2 separate regions of the Mus musculus genome follow, and region 2 is linked to region 1. A link is a contact called in public HiChIP or PLAC-seq data. All regions are on one chromosome and are shown on one strand. Each heading gives the region's core, a stretch centred on a gene start, on an enhancer-like site or on the middle of the called end of the contact. The rest is flanking DNA. Distances are from core to core; before and after follow the strand shown. Region 1 holds the start of Tmeff1 (transmembrane protein with EGF-like and two follistatin-like domains 1). Region 2 overlaps Tmeff1 (transmembrane protein with EGF-like and two follistatin-like domains 1).

What was found. HiChIP or PLAC-seq counts read pairs in DNA pulled down with a chosen protein or histone mark.
Region 2: an H3K27ac HiChIP or PLAC-seq map of embryonic stem cells shows a contact between it and region 1, with 8 read pairs. The contact joins the enhancer-like site here to the promoter of Tmeff1 in region 1. A contact is called at or near these places in 3 of 39 promoter capture datasets (embryonic stem cells and second pharyngeal arch cranial neural crest), 9 of 484 Hi-C or Micro-C datasets (Sertoli cells, cerebral cortex, embryonic stem cells and 1 more), 5 of 115 datasets of contacts at active chromatin or transcription factors (embryonic fibroblasts and embryonic stem cells) and 2 of 9 other capture datasets (embryonic stem cells and pancreatic islet).

What each region holds. Positions count from the first base shown.
Region 1 is chr4:48,581,608-48,587,435 of GRCm38.p6, reverse strand. Tmeff1 (transmembrane protein with EGF-like and two follistatin-like domains 1) reads right to left here and starts at 2,262. Exons shown (of 10, transcript NM_001356272.1): 1 at 1,795-2,262. The coding sequence starts at 1,966.
Region 2 is chr4:48,620,123-48,626,490 of GRCm38.p6, reverse strand. The region is part of intron 5 of Tmeff1 (transmembrane protein with EGF-like and two follistatin-like domains 1); the gene reads right to left. Among named protein-coding and RNA genes, the nearest start is that of Tmeff1, 38 kb to the right of the region's middle. Within about 2 kb of position 3,375, at least 18 of the 459 cell types and tissues checked have an H3K27ac peak or open chromatin away from gene starts, as enhancers often do. A contact at or near this core is called in Sertoli cells and embryonic stem cells, where this site is marked.

The sequences.
Region 1 (5,828 bases), core at 1,013-3,512:
AATTTCAGCTCTGCAGCAAGGGCTATGGCCTCCAGATGAGCCCCCTTCTTTCCACACCGTGTGAGTGCCCAGTCCTTTCTGAACACTTGCCCCACGCACTAGGACAGAAGCAGAGAGGGTACACACACACACAAATACACACACACACAAATAACCGTAACACATCACCCAGTAAGATATTTTGACAGCGTGGTCACCTAAAAAAGGTAACCATCATTTGGTACCCCAAAAAAAACCCAAATCACTCTGATTTACAAAGAGCTTATCTTCTTAAAGAGTGACGGCTTACTAAAGCGTCATCCCATCCCAATTACGATTAGAAAAATAGAAGAGAGTTTATGGGTGGAAAGGCTTTTAATGGGCATGCCATTTTTATTAGTTCTCAAAACCTCTCATAAAACATACCATATGAAAATTACTAAAAAAGGTGTCCCCCACCACAAAAAAAAAAAAAAAAAAAAAAAAAAAAAAGGCCAGCATAAAGCCTCTTTCGCCTAAATCACTGTCCTATAAACATAGCCCCTTCACGAACTCCCAGGCTGTCTGTCAGGCCCCCACTAGCTGACTCTATCGACTCTCAGGTGCACCCCTCCTCCCCGCTTCAACCCTAGTTAAAAGGACAAGTGCTGGTCTGAGAAGTGATAAAAGCCCAAGTGAGCAAGGGCTGGCTTATGACCACTAGGTCTGCTGGGCCAGCTGCAAGCAGACCTACCCTCCCCCAAGAGAACCCGGAAGCCTCTGCTCGCCCGAGGGCCTGAATCCCCTGGCTCCCCTGGGACTCTTTCCAAAAGGACGGGGGAACTTTACTGGCCGGCCCCCTCCTCCCCTGTGTCATCCATTAAAACCCCAGCACGCTCTTTGTTTCCAACAGCTGTGGGAGGGCAGGCGGCCTTGGAGAGAGGGGAGAGGTCACTTACTCCCTGGCTCCCCTGGCTGCCAATCTTCCAGGTCCTCCTGCAAAACACACACACCACCATTGCCTCTCTTTCTACACCACTTTAATTAACCCGGGGTTACTCTAGCTACACAGGGGCACTCTCTGAGACCTAATTACCTTTCATACCCAAATCCCACACAAGATGACTCCCTAGCTCCCTCCCTCTGTCAAACTGGGTTCACTACTGGGCTCTCATCTCTTCACCCTATATACGTACTCCAGCGTGGTTACCTGAGCCTCAGGCTTTGTCCAGACACAACCAACAAAACACTTCCTGGGCCCTCCTGGGACTCCCTGCTGCCCTGATGCACAGAACCGTGGACAGATTTGGTCCCCACTGCACCCCTGAACCCAAAGGACAAACATAACCACTCCTTCTTTTTACCGGCATTACCCCTCTTAAAACCCAGGAACTCTTAAGAACCTCCCCACCAACACATGGTCAGTTCTCAGGCCCTTATCCTCAGTCCGCCAGTTCCTCACCATCACACTCACACACAAACACACACACACGCACACACTCCCCTTGAAGCCTAGCCGTCCTCCCTCCCTTGGGGCTTCACAACACTTTACACGCGCTTCCACGAGCAAACCCAGGATCACTGCTCCGTCTCGCGGAACCTCACCAGCTCACCACGCCGCAGGGCCGCCCTAGTCCCGGCCACTCGACACCTACGGACCCACAAACGACCACTCCCCATCCCCAACCCAGGTCCCCAAAGCCCGCACCGCGAACTCTCGTCCTGCCCTCCGCCCGGCCCCCGGGACTCCTCAGCACCCTGGTCCACACCGGGTCCTCCCGCGGCCCAGAACGGCGGAAGGGAGGAGCCCCAGAGGCGGGCGCCGGCGGCTCCTACCTGAGCAGTTGCTCTTGCCTCTGCCTCCCGGACAGTCCCCGCCGCCGCCCGCGGGCTGGTTGGACGCGCGGCTCCCGGGCAGGCAGAAGGCGAAGAGCAGAAGCACCGACGTGTAGCCGCAGACGGCGAGCGGGGGCGCGGCCGGCAGCCGGAGCGGCGCCTGGGCGCCCATGCTGTCGCGGCCGCACGGCGGGGAGCTCAGGGAGCGGCAGGCCGGGCACACCGGCCCCGCGCCGCCTCCTAGCAGCCGTGCAGCCGCCCGGGGCAGCCCCGCAGCATCCCCGCCAGGCCCCGGCCCTCCGCGCTCGGGACAGCCTCGTTGGGAGACCCCGGCGCGGGCGAGGGGCGCGGGCGCGCGAGGGCAGGGAGCGCGCCGCGTGGGGAACACGGAGCTGGGGCGCGCGCGGGGGGCGCGGGGCGGGGACGGACGCAGCTTCTAGCTCGCAGGCTCGCCTTCCCTTTGTGTCCGCGCGGCTGTCGCCGCCGCGTCACAAAGACCCCGGCCCGCCCGGTGAGGGGCGCGTGACGGAGCCGCGGGCGGGGAGGGAGCGGCGACCCCGCCCCGCGCACACCCCCGGCGCCGAGCTCCGCCCCTCCCGGGGAGCCATTGTTCCTGAGGCGGGCGGGGGCGCGGGCCGGGGTCGCCGATCCCTCCGGCTGGCCGGACGGCGCCGAGGATACTGGAGAGAGCTTCGGGACGGTGTCTCAGAAGCCCTTTGTGAGCCTTTCCCACGCGCCTTCTAACCCTGCACGAGCTCGGGTGGTCTTTCGTGTGTTTTCCAGGTGGAGTTAAAGGCAAAAGGTGACTTGTCCAAGGTCAGTCACATCCCAAGAAATGGGCAGGATCGGGATTGGTACCTAGTGCTCACTCCCGCTGTGCACTTCTCCGGGGAAAAGGCTTAATCCCCAAGACTCGCCCCACCGGGTTCCTGGATAACTACATCTCTCGGCTGAATCTTTAAAGTGCGTTGCCCTTTCCGCGCATAATAGCAAAGATTTAGAGCGGATTTGCTATATCCAAGGCCTAGAGGAAGCTCTTAGCCTGTATCCTCTCCAGTTCTATTTCACAGCCCTACAAAGGAGTTCCCATACTGGTTTTCTGCCTTCCCCAAATCAGGAAGTTGGGACCAAGAGTCTTCCAGCTGTCTGGAGCCCAGTACAGTCCTCTGCAGCCCTCACCTTGCTAGATGATAACTTTACACAGGCAATAAGACCATAGGCCAAATTTTTGGAAATTTTCCGCTTTGTTCGAAGTCTGTTATTGTTGCCCACTTCAGAAGGAATTCTAGAATTTCATTGTAAAATTAAGAAAATTGCAAAAAGGACACTTGAAGAAAGCTACAATCTAAATACAAAACAAACACTGAACATAGAAGTAAAGACAAGGAGGCTTTGAGAAGTCCAGGCAAGGGAGAAAGCTTTGGAGACCAGCAAGAGATAGCCGGCAGCTGAGAGCCCAGGCTGCTTTTGCAGAGGCCCCAGCTTGGATTCCCACAGCATCACAACCATCTGTAAACACTGTACCAAGAACTCTCTTCTGGCCTCAAAGGGCAGTGTAGGCATGTGGTATAGATATGCATCAAACAAAACACCCATATACATTACAAATAAACTTATTTTCAAAAAAAATTTAAAGCCACTAGCAACAAAGGGAAAGATATTTAAACCAAAAAGTTACCCCTCTGGATGATTATTAAAAAGTTAGAAAGACTGACAAACTTAGCACTATTCATGCATACATTTTGGAGGGCGCGGCAACCTAAATATGAAGAAAAAAACTAAATTTGTTTTCCTAACAATACCAATATTGGAATTTTTGCTTTAGAGATGGTTGAACAAGACACAACAATGAATAAAGGAAGATTTTCATGACAGCTTTTGTGTAACAGTAAAATATGACCCCGGTGGTCATCTTTGTGTATAGATTTTGATAATGATTAGGTTAATGATGAATGGTATAGAAACAGGGATACTGGAGACTGGAGAGATGGTTCAGTGATGGAGTCCTTCCTAGGTTTGGTTCTCAGCGGCCACATCAGGTGATGCCCAACTGCCTGTGACTCCAGTTCCCGGCAGTCTGAAGCACATAAACCCATATAGGCACACATCAATAAATAAATGCTCTTTAAAGAAAAGAAAACCTTTCTTTTCTAAACTATACATATGTACCAACCCAAAGAAAGAGCAAGACTGCTTTACCCCATTACATTACCACTGACTCTGGAAAAGAGGATTGTGGGTGATAGGTACTTGCCGCTCATATTTTTCTGTTGAGTTTTTTTTCAATGAAAAGGTTTTGTCATCATAATTTTAAAAACTATTTGCTGTTAAGTTGCACATCTGCCATGCTTTTTATCTAAATAGATCTGCATCTCCAACACCGTCTATAGTTTGCCTCCAGCCTCTGAGCTGTTAGCCTAGCACACTTCCTGATGCACTGAACCAAGAGTGATCCCAGCCCCTGCCTGCTCAGCCACAGCAGAGGCCTCCTCCTGTGGCCCAGCTCCCAGCAGCCTCTCTGTTAAAGCTTAATGTCACAGATGTCTCCTCCATGAACAGTGTCTTCACGCTCCCAGCCCCAGGATGCTGCCTTATGCAAATATTTCCATTTGCCTGCTAATCCTAGCCCAGGCAAAAATACTAAGAGGACACAACCTTAGTTTAAATTGAAAGCAAATAACCCTAGGTCTTGAATCACAATTCGCATCTGGATCCTTTTCCAGATCAGCTAAGGAAAAAGTCAAAATGGAGTTCTCCACATTTTTCACATTGGAAAAGATTCTGCGAGGGGACTTTACTCCAGGGAGAAAGGATCTCTCTGACTTTAGTACTACTGTGTCAGAAAGGAGTTCTCATTTTATTGTTTGGTCAAAGAAGAAAAAATATTTTAGAGGTTACATAGAAGCCCTATCATACTTCTTAGTATTTGTGATTGCCAAATAACAGATAACTAAAGGATGTGGAACTCCTATGTAAAATCCACCCAGAGAGTTTAAAAGGAATGTAGATTTCTGAAAACTGCTCCAGACAGTCTAGAGGAAGTTTTAGTATCTATTTCTTTTAAAGTTCTCTAAATAATTCAGATGCACTGCCAAGGTGAGGAACCCCATGACCTAACCTTGATCAATCAACTATTGCTCCTTAACAAACAACCATAAAATGTGGGCACCAGCCGGGCGTGGTGGCGTATGCCTTTAATCCCAGCACTCAGGAGGCAGAGGCAGGCAGATTTCTGAGTTTGAGGCCAGCCTGGTCTACAAAGTGAGTTCCAGGACAGCCAGGGCTATACAGAGAAACCCTGTCTCGAAAAACCAAAAAAAAAAAAAAAAAAAAAATGGGCACCATGAGACAGTCTTTCTTCATAGGCCTTATGGGGTCTGTGCTAGGATTGGCTGATCTAGGGTAGCCCTGGCTGAATGGCTCTGCTTCAACGGAAGATCCAGCAGTTCCTGTGCACAGGCTGAACACTGGGTCACTCCACCAGAATTAATGCTGGCACTCTGGTTGCCAGAGCAGAGGCTTCTGGGAGAATTTGTCAGTGTTGAAGTTTATGCAGGCAGCTTCCTCCTGCTGCTTGTCCACATCTAATAACATCCCACCAGCTAAGGCGAGTTCCCCCAAACAGGACTCCCAAATCAAAAAGTAGAGAAGTCAAAAGTGCTTGTGGCATAAGCATGAGGGCCTGAGTTCACACACACACACACACACACACACACACACATTCCCACTGCCATCCACAAAATAATAATAATACATCATAATTTTTAAAATAATGTATAGTTAACCAATGGGAGAGATACTAGGAGTCAGCCTCTGACCTACACACACACACACACACACACACACAGAGAGAGAGAGAGAGAGAGAGAGAGAGAGAGTAAGAGAAAACCCAAAGTAACTCAAACAAAAAGATTGGGGAGAGGTGGCACTAAGGTTTTTTTTTTTTTTTTCCTTGTTATTGTTTAAGCCAGAAGCAGTTCCTTCTCTATACGTTGGTTTTTGTCCTCAGTAATAAAGCTTGACTCACGGAGAGC
Region 2 (6,368 bases), core at 2,126-4,625, 38 kb before region 1:
TATCCATTTATATGTATATATTTGTATGTATATATACATACACATATACACGTATGCTATTCAACTACCTCTTAGAACCCTGTCCGAGAGTCTAGAGAATGACTCCGTAGCTAAGTGCACTGGCTGCTCTTTAAGAGGATCTGGATTTGGGTCCCATCACCTGCATGGTGCCTCACACCTGTCTGTAATTCTAGTTCCAGGGAATCTGACACCCATTTCTGTCCTCCACTGGCATGAGGCGCACACATGGTACACATACACATATGCAGGCAAGCACTTATACACATAAAGCAAAATAAAATAAATCTTCTTAAACAGTGAATCCTGCCAGATGGCTCAGCTGAAGGGAGCTCCAACAATAACTCCAACTTCTTTAATGTCAGAGGAGGCGATGTCGTAACCTCGCCAACCCCCAGCTTCCATTCAGAGGCTGCAGGTGGTTCTTGTTCTACAAGCTTCGCTGGCAACACTACTGCCCTTTCATTCCCCGATGAGGCTGATACTACAACGCTGGCAAGGTTTTACTTTACAGCCAGGTACACAGTAGTTGCCTAAATTACACATGTGGGTTAAAACACTTCTGGGTATAATACAGATGTTACAATAAAAACGTTAAGTAACACGCAGCCTGTGCTGCGATGCCTTTATAAAAGAAAATGAATGTGTCTGTGTATCTGCTTGGACATGTACGGAACACCCCCGGAAGAGTAAACAAAACGAATCGTGATGATTGAAGGCAACTGAGTGACTGGGAACATGGGTGAGGAAGAGACCTTCCCCTGCAAAGCCTCTCTGTGCTTTTCAGTTCCTCACACTGTGAGTTTCAAAGGCATAAATGCATGCATACGTAAGTAAATAAATGACTAAATAAAATGACTCCTATGATTTAGGGCTATGATTTTGGTAAATTGCAGCTTCCAGTCTTTAAAATTGGAACAATACGTCCTAACACTGCTGACAGAATCAAAATAAGGTCTGGACGGAGGGAACCCTTTGAAATGTTTCAAATGGTGTGCATGCTTGAAAGGCATCATTGGACTATCATTCAAACAAAGCTAACCTTTGTCGTTCATTCCTCTAACTGCACGGAAAGTGCCATTTCATCTCAACAGTTTACTTAGCAGTTAGGAAAACACTGACTTAAACTAAAGCTGGTGCGTTTATTTAGATTTAACAAACGACTAATCAAGCCTGTCACAAGTTCAATACATTAAATCCTCACAAGTAGCTCTAAGTGAATAACAGATCCAAACCTCAGACTGCTATTAACCTAACAATGAAGGACCACAGGAAGCCCCCCAACTTGCGGTGGTTTGAATGAGAATGGCCACCGAAGGCGCCTACTTTTGAATGTTTTGTCCCCATTTGGTGGAACTGTTTGGGAAGAATTAGGAGGTGTGGTCTTGTTGGAGATGCACCACTGTGGTCAGGCTTTCAAAAGCCCCACACCATTCCTCATTCCCAATTCGTTCCCATGCTCCCTCCCTCCCTCCCTTCTCCTCCTCCTCCTCTACCTCCTTCTCTTCCTCTTCCTACTCCTTTTTCTTACTTCTCTCTCTCTCTCTCTCTCTCTCTCTCTCTCTCTCTCTCTCTCCCCCTCCCTCTCCCGTCCCCTCCCCTCCCCTCCCTCCTTCTCTCTCTGCCTCGTGATTGTGTCTCAAGATGTGGTGATCTCTCAGCTCCTGCTCTAGCACCATGCCTGCCTCCCACCATGCCACCTTCCACAATGGCCATGGACTAAACCACTAAAACGGTAAGTCCCAAATGAATGCTTTTATAAGTTGCCTTGATCATGATGTCTTATCACAGCAAAGTGCCTAGTCCTAGGGACCTTACAACCTGCCAGTGGCCGCATGATATACAAAACATAGTGTCACACAGATGTTGTTCTTCAAGACCAAAAAAGAACTCATAGAGACCATGGAAAATGCTTCCAAGAAGAGGTGGTGACCTTCTACCTAATTCACACTCCATTTCCATCTAGAAGGAATGGGTTAAAATAGATAAACAGGTATGGAACTCCAGACAAAGGGAGCACGGGGGAGGGAGTGCAAGGCAAGAAAAGACACTATAAGGACATTCAGAAGACTAGAGGTTGTGGAGAGATGAAGATCTGTACCTTAAAGACAAATCTATCGAGGGAAACCCTCAGAAGTTATTTCTAGAAAAGAACCTGTTTTTGCTAACATCCAGATTACACTTCACATAAAATAAATACCATTGAATAGTATTTATTTTCTATTACCAGGAGAGAGAAAACTTAAAATTATGTTTCTATAATAGTCTAAAGGACCACTGTAGAAATTCATTAAACTAATTGATTTTTATTTTTATTATCTGACAGACAATGTCATACATGTATACAATGAATTTTGATCCTATTCGTGCCCTTACCTCTCTTCCTCACCCTCTCATTCCCTCTGGAGCCCTTCTTTAAGGACGTCCCCCTCCCACTGTTTCTTGTGGTTTTGGATGTGAGCCTAGCCTTTAACAGCTGAGCATCTCTCCAGCCCCTTGTCTTCTTCTCAGAGACCCCAGCAAGGCAATTAGGGCTGCTTGCATGAGCAGGGGTGTGGGGTTATTACTGGATCATGGGCAACTTACCAAAAGCTACACCCTGAAGAAAATACATGCCCTCTACCTGTCCCTCAGTAGCCATTAATGGCCAATAGCTCCTCAGATAGCTGTGGGGCCTTGTGAATCCCCTCAATTATTTTTTAAGTCTATTATTCTGAATGTCCACAACCAGGCAATGCCAAATAGCAGCCATCAGTGGCATCTCTGTGTGGAAACAAAGCAGAAAGAAAAAATATGAGAAACACATAAAGCTTTCAGAAAGAAAAGCAAAGATTTCTCTGGCTTAGAAGGGAATCATCAGACAACCAGCAGCAGGCAGACCAAGATGTCCTCCAGGCGAGTTAGCCTGCTCTCAATGCTGTCTGCCTGCCACACCTGTACAGTTCTCTTAGCAGCTCTCAGTTATTTATATCATGCAGAGGTAAAAAGGAAAAGCAGCCCCAAAGAGCAGACTGCATCAAACACACAGAAGAGCAGAGACAACTTCCATAAAGCACAGCACACAAAGCTCAAAGAGAACCATTTGGAGGCTTTTGTATCTCACCTGTATTGGCGCCATGCCTGGAGGCTGTACCTCAGACTGTTCCTAGGCAGGGCCTGGGGTCGGGTGCACAAAGGCACCAGAGAGAAGGATCCTCTCATTAGTAGCCACACTGCTCAGAAAAATGGCCACTAGCTGACTTGTAGCAAGAACTGAAGCCTTGGACAAATTAGAAATGCCCTTGAGAAAAGGGAGATGGGCGGAAGGGTAACTCCAGGAATGCAGAGTTCAGAAATGTGCCTCAGTGTAAAGGGCGTGCTGATCACGCGGCTCAAGGCTGAAGAAGCCATCCAAAGAAGTCCCCGTCCTTCACAGCCCTCACACTGGAACCTCACTCACAAGGAAGGGAGCTGCTGGTTTGGGAACCTCAGCTACAAACCTCCAGATATAAACCCACAAGGTAAGTAATGAGAACGCAGCCACCAAACCCCATGCAAAGCTCGGGCGCCCCAGGAAAAGCACAGTCTGCCTCGGGAAGAGGGGAGAGTAGCTCAGAAGTCATTTGATTTCTAAGTTGTGCGTGCTTACGTGTGTGCCTGTATGTGGGTATGTGCATACCAGTGCAGATGCCACCCACCAAAGCGCTAGGAGTCCCATCTCCTTAAGCTAGGGCTACAGGTAGTGTGAACCCACCCAACCTGGGCGCTGGGAACTGAACCTGGGTCCAGAGCAAGCGCAGTAACTGTTCCTAATTGCTGAGGCTGAGCCATCTCTTGCCCCAGTGATTTAGATTGTGAATGACTAAAAAGAAGCCAGCAAGCAGGCGGGAAAGAAAGTAAGCAACAGAGACCGCAGTCATTTCTGAGTAGGAAAAGTATAGGCTCGTTTGACATTTCAGTTATTCCTAAACTAGACACTGTCCAGAGACTCTCTTGTTTTGTGTTTGAGGAGGCAGAAAGGCAAAGCTCAGTCAAGGTCACTGACAAGGCACACATGGCAACACCCATAAACAGCAGCTAGCAACCTGACAAGAGGGAAGAACGCTTTGTTTTGCTTTTGGGGTTGGGTGGGTGGGTGGCTGACTGTTTTCTAAGACAGTCTCATCTTACCCAAGCTGGCCTCATATTCACGGTGTACCAGAGAACGACCCTGAACTTCAGGACTCCATTTCTTGAGTGCTGGGATTACAGACACATCACACCAAGGTCTGTTTATAAAGTGCAGGAAATTGAACCCTGGGTTTAGGGCAAGTACTCTACCAACTGAGCTATTAGTCTTTGATGGCTAACCAGCTGGGCCAGGAACCTGTGTGTCTCTCCCTCTCCAGGGCTAGGGTTATACACTTGCACCATCCCACCCAGATTTTCACCTAAGGGTTGGGATCAAACCCAGGTCCACACAGGAGGACATCAAGTACCTCACCAACTGAGCTATCTTCCTATCCCAGAAAACTCATTTTACAAACAAACACAAAAGCCCAAAGTACAAGGCAGAGTGGGAAGTCAAGTCTAACAGAGAAAAACGCCACACCAGAACCCTCACACAGCACAAAGGATAAATAAAGTCTTTGTCAAAGGCCTACAAACAGCAAGCCTCTCCAGGCTTCTGAGCTCATACTCCCATGGAAAATCAGCACTGCACTTCTCTGCCCTCCTGACAACGGCCAGGAAAGCCAGTGGAAAAATTAGGTAAGAAACTTCAAGAATATGCTGAAATGTACATACTCTCCCCAAGAAAGCAAGGCAAGTCAGACAATGATGTCACATGCCAATAATCCTAGCACCCGAGAGGCTGAAGCTGGAGGGTAGGAGGTTCAAAGCTAGGTTCAGCTAAATTGGTAAGACCTTGTCTTAAAAGAGGAGAAAGGAGGCTGGGGGTGTGGGGCTCAGTGAGTACAGTGCTTACCAAGCAAGTGTGAGGACCTGAGTTCAAATCCCCAGAACCCTCAGAAAGCAAAGCATGGTAGACCAGGTCTGTAATCCCCGTGCTCCATGAGGAGATGAGCAGCAACGTCAGGAGACTGCGAGACCAGGCAGCCAGCACATACAGTAGCAGAAAAACAAACAAAGAAAAACAGAGAAACCTCTGTCTCAAGCAAGGTGGACAGTGAGGACTAACACCCAAAGCTATCCTCTCTCTGACCTCCACGTGGGTCATGGCATGCACTCATCTGACATGCAAACAGACTTTAAAAGGGGAAGGGACATGGCTGGAACAAAGATCTCTGTGGTTAAGAGTGCTTGCCACTCTGTCAGGAGGACCAGAGTCTAATTCTCAGCACCTACATTAGGCAGCTCACAACTCTCTGTACTTGCAGCCTGCAGCTCTAGGGGATCCAATACCCTCTTATGGCCTCAGAAGGTGCCTGTGTACACACACAAACACACACACACACACACACACGTGTACAAAAAAAAAAACAAAATTTTAAAGGAAGGAGCTATGAAAGGACAGAGGAATTTATACAGTATAATTAATTAAATTTTTATTAAACAGCTGAAGTTAGAAAAATATAGCCCTTTCTCTTAAAAAAATTAATTTCCATGGTACCATTACTCCTTCTTTCAACGTCCTGAATTTCCTTCAATGTATCGATTAACAGTAGAAGGAACCTTAAGTGTAAGACACTAGACAGATTATGCAGCATTTCTTCTGACAGCAAAGATATTACGAAATGAGAAAGATAAAACATTTTAATGGCTACCCATATCTAAAACTATGTGAGATCTATAGCTATGATAGTTATGTTTGAGAGCATTATCTTTCAAACCACAAGTCACATAAGCAGTGGATTATGAAGTCAATTTGTGGACCACTATGGTATTCCTTTGCTACTTTCCTGGCTATCGCGAAATGCCAGAGAAAAGCAATGTAGACCAGGAAGCTATGGTGGTTTGAATTAAAATGGCTCATATATTTGAATGTTTGGTTTCCAGTTGTTGAATTGTTTAGGAAGGATTAGGAGGTATTGGGCTAGGAGGCAGAGAGGGGGTGTCACTGGGGGTCCACCAGGCCCAGTCTCTCTCCCTTTCCCTCTCTCCTATAGCAACCTCCCCCACACCAGCATCTGCCTCCTGCCTGAGGACCAGGATGTAAGCTTCAACGACTGCTCCAGTGCCATGCCTGACTGCCTGATGCCACCCTCCCCGCCATGATGGTCGTGGAGCAACCCTCTGAAACTAAAGCAAAACCCCAACTGAATGCTCTAGTCTTTACATTGCCTTCATCACGGGGTCTCTTCACAGCAATCAAACAGTAACTAAGCAACTAATAAGAGGGCTTGCGTCACGGTTAATGGTGGGAAAGTCAT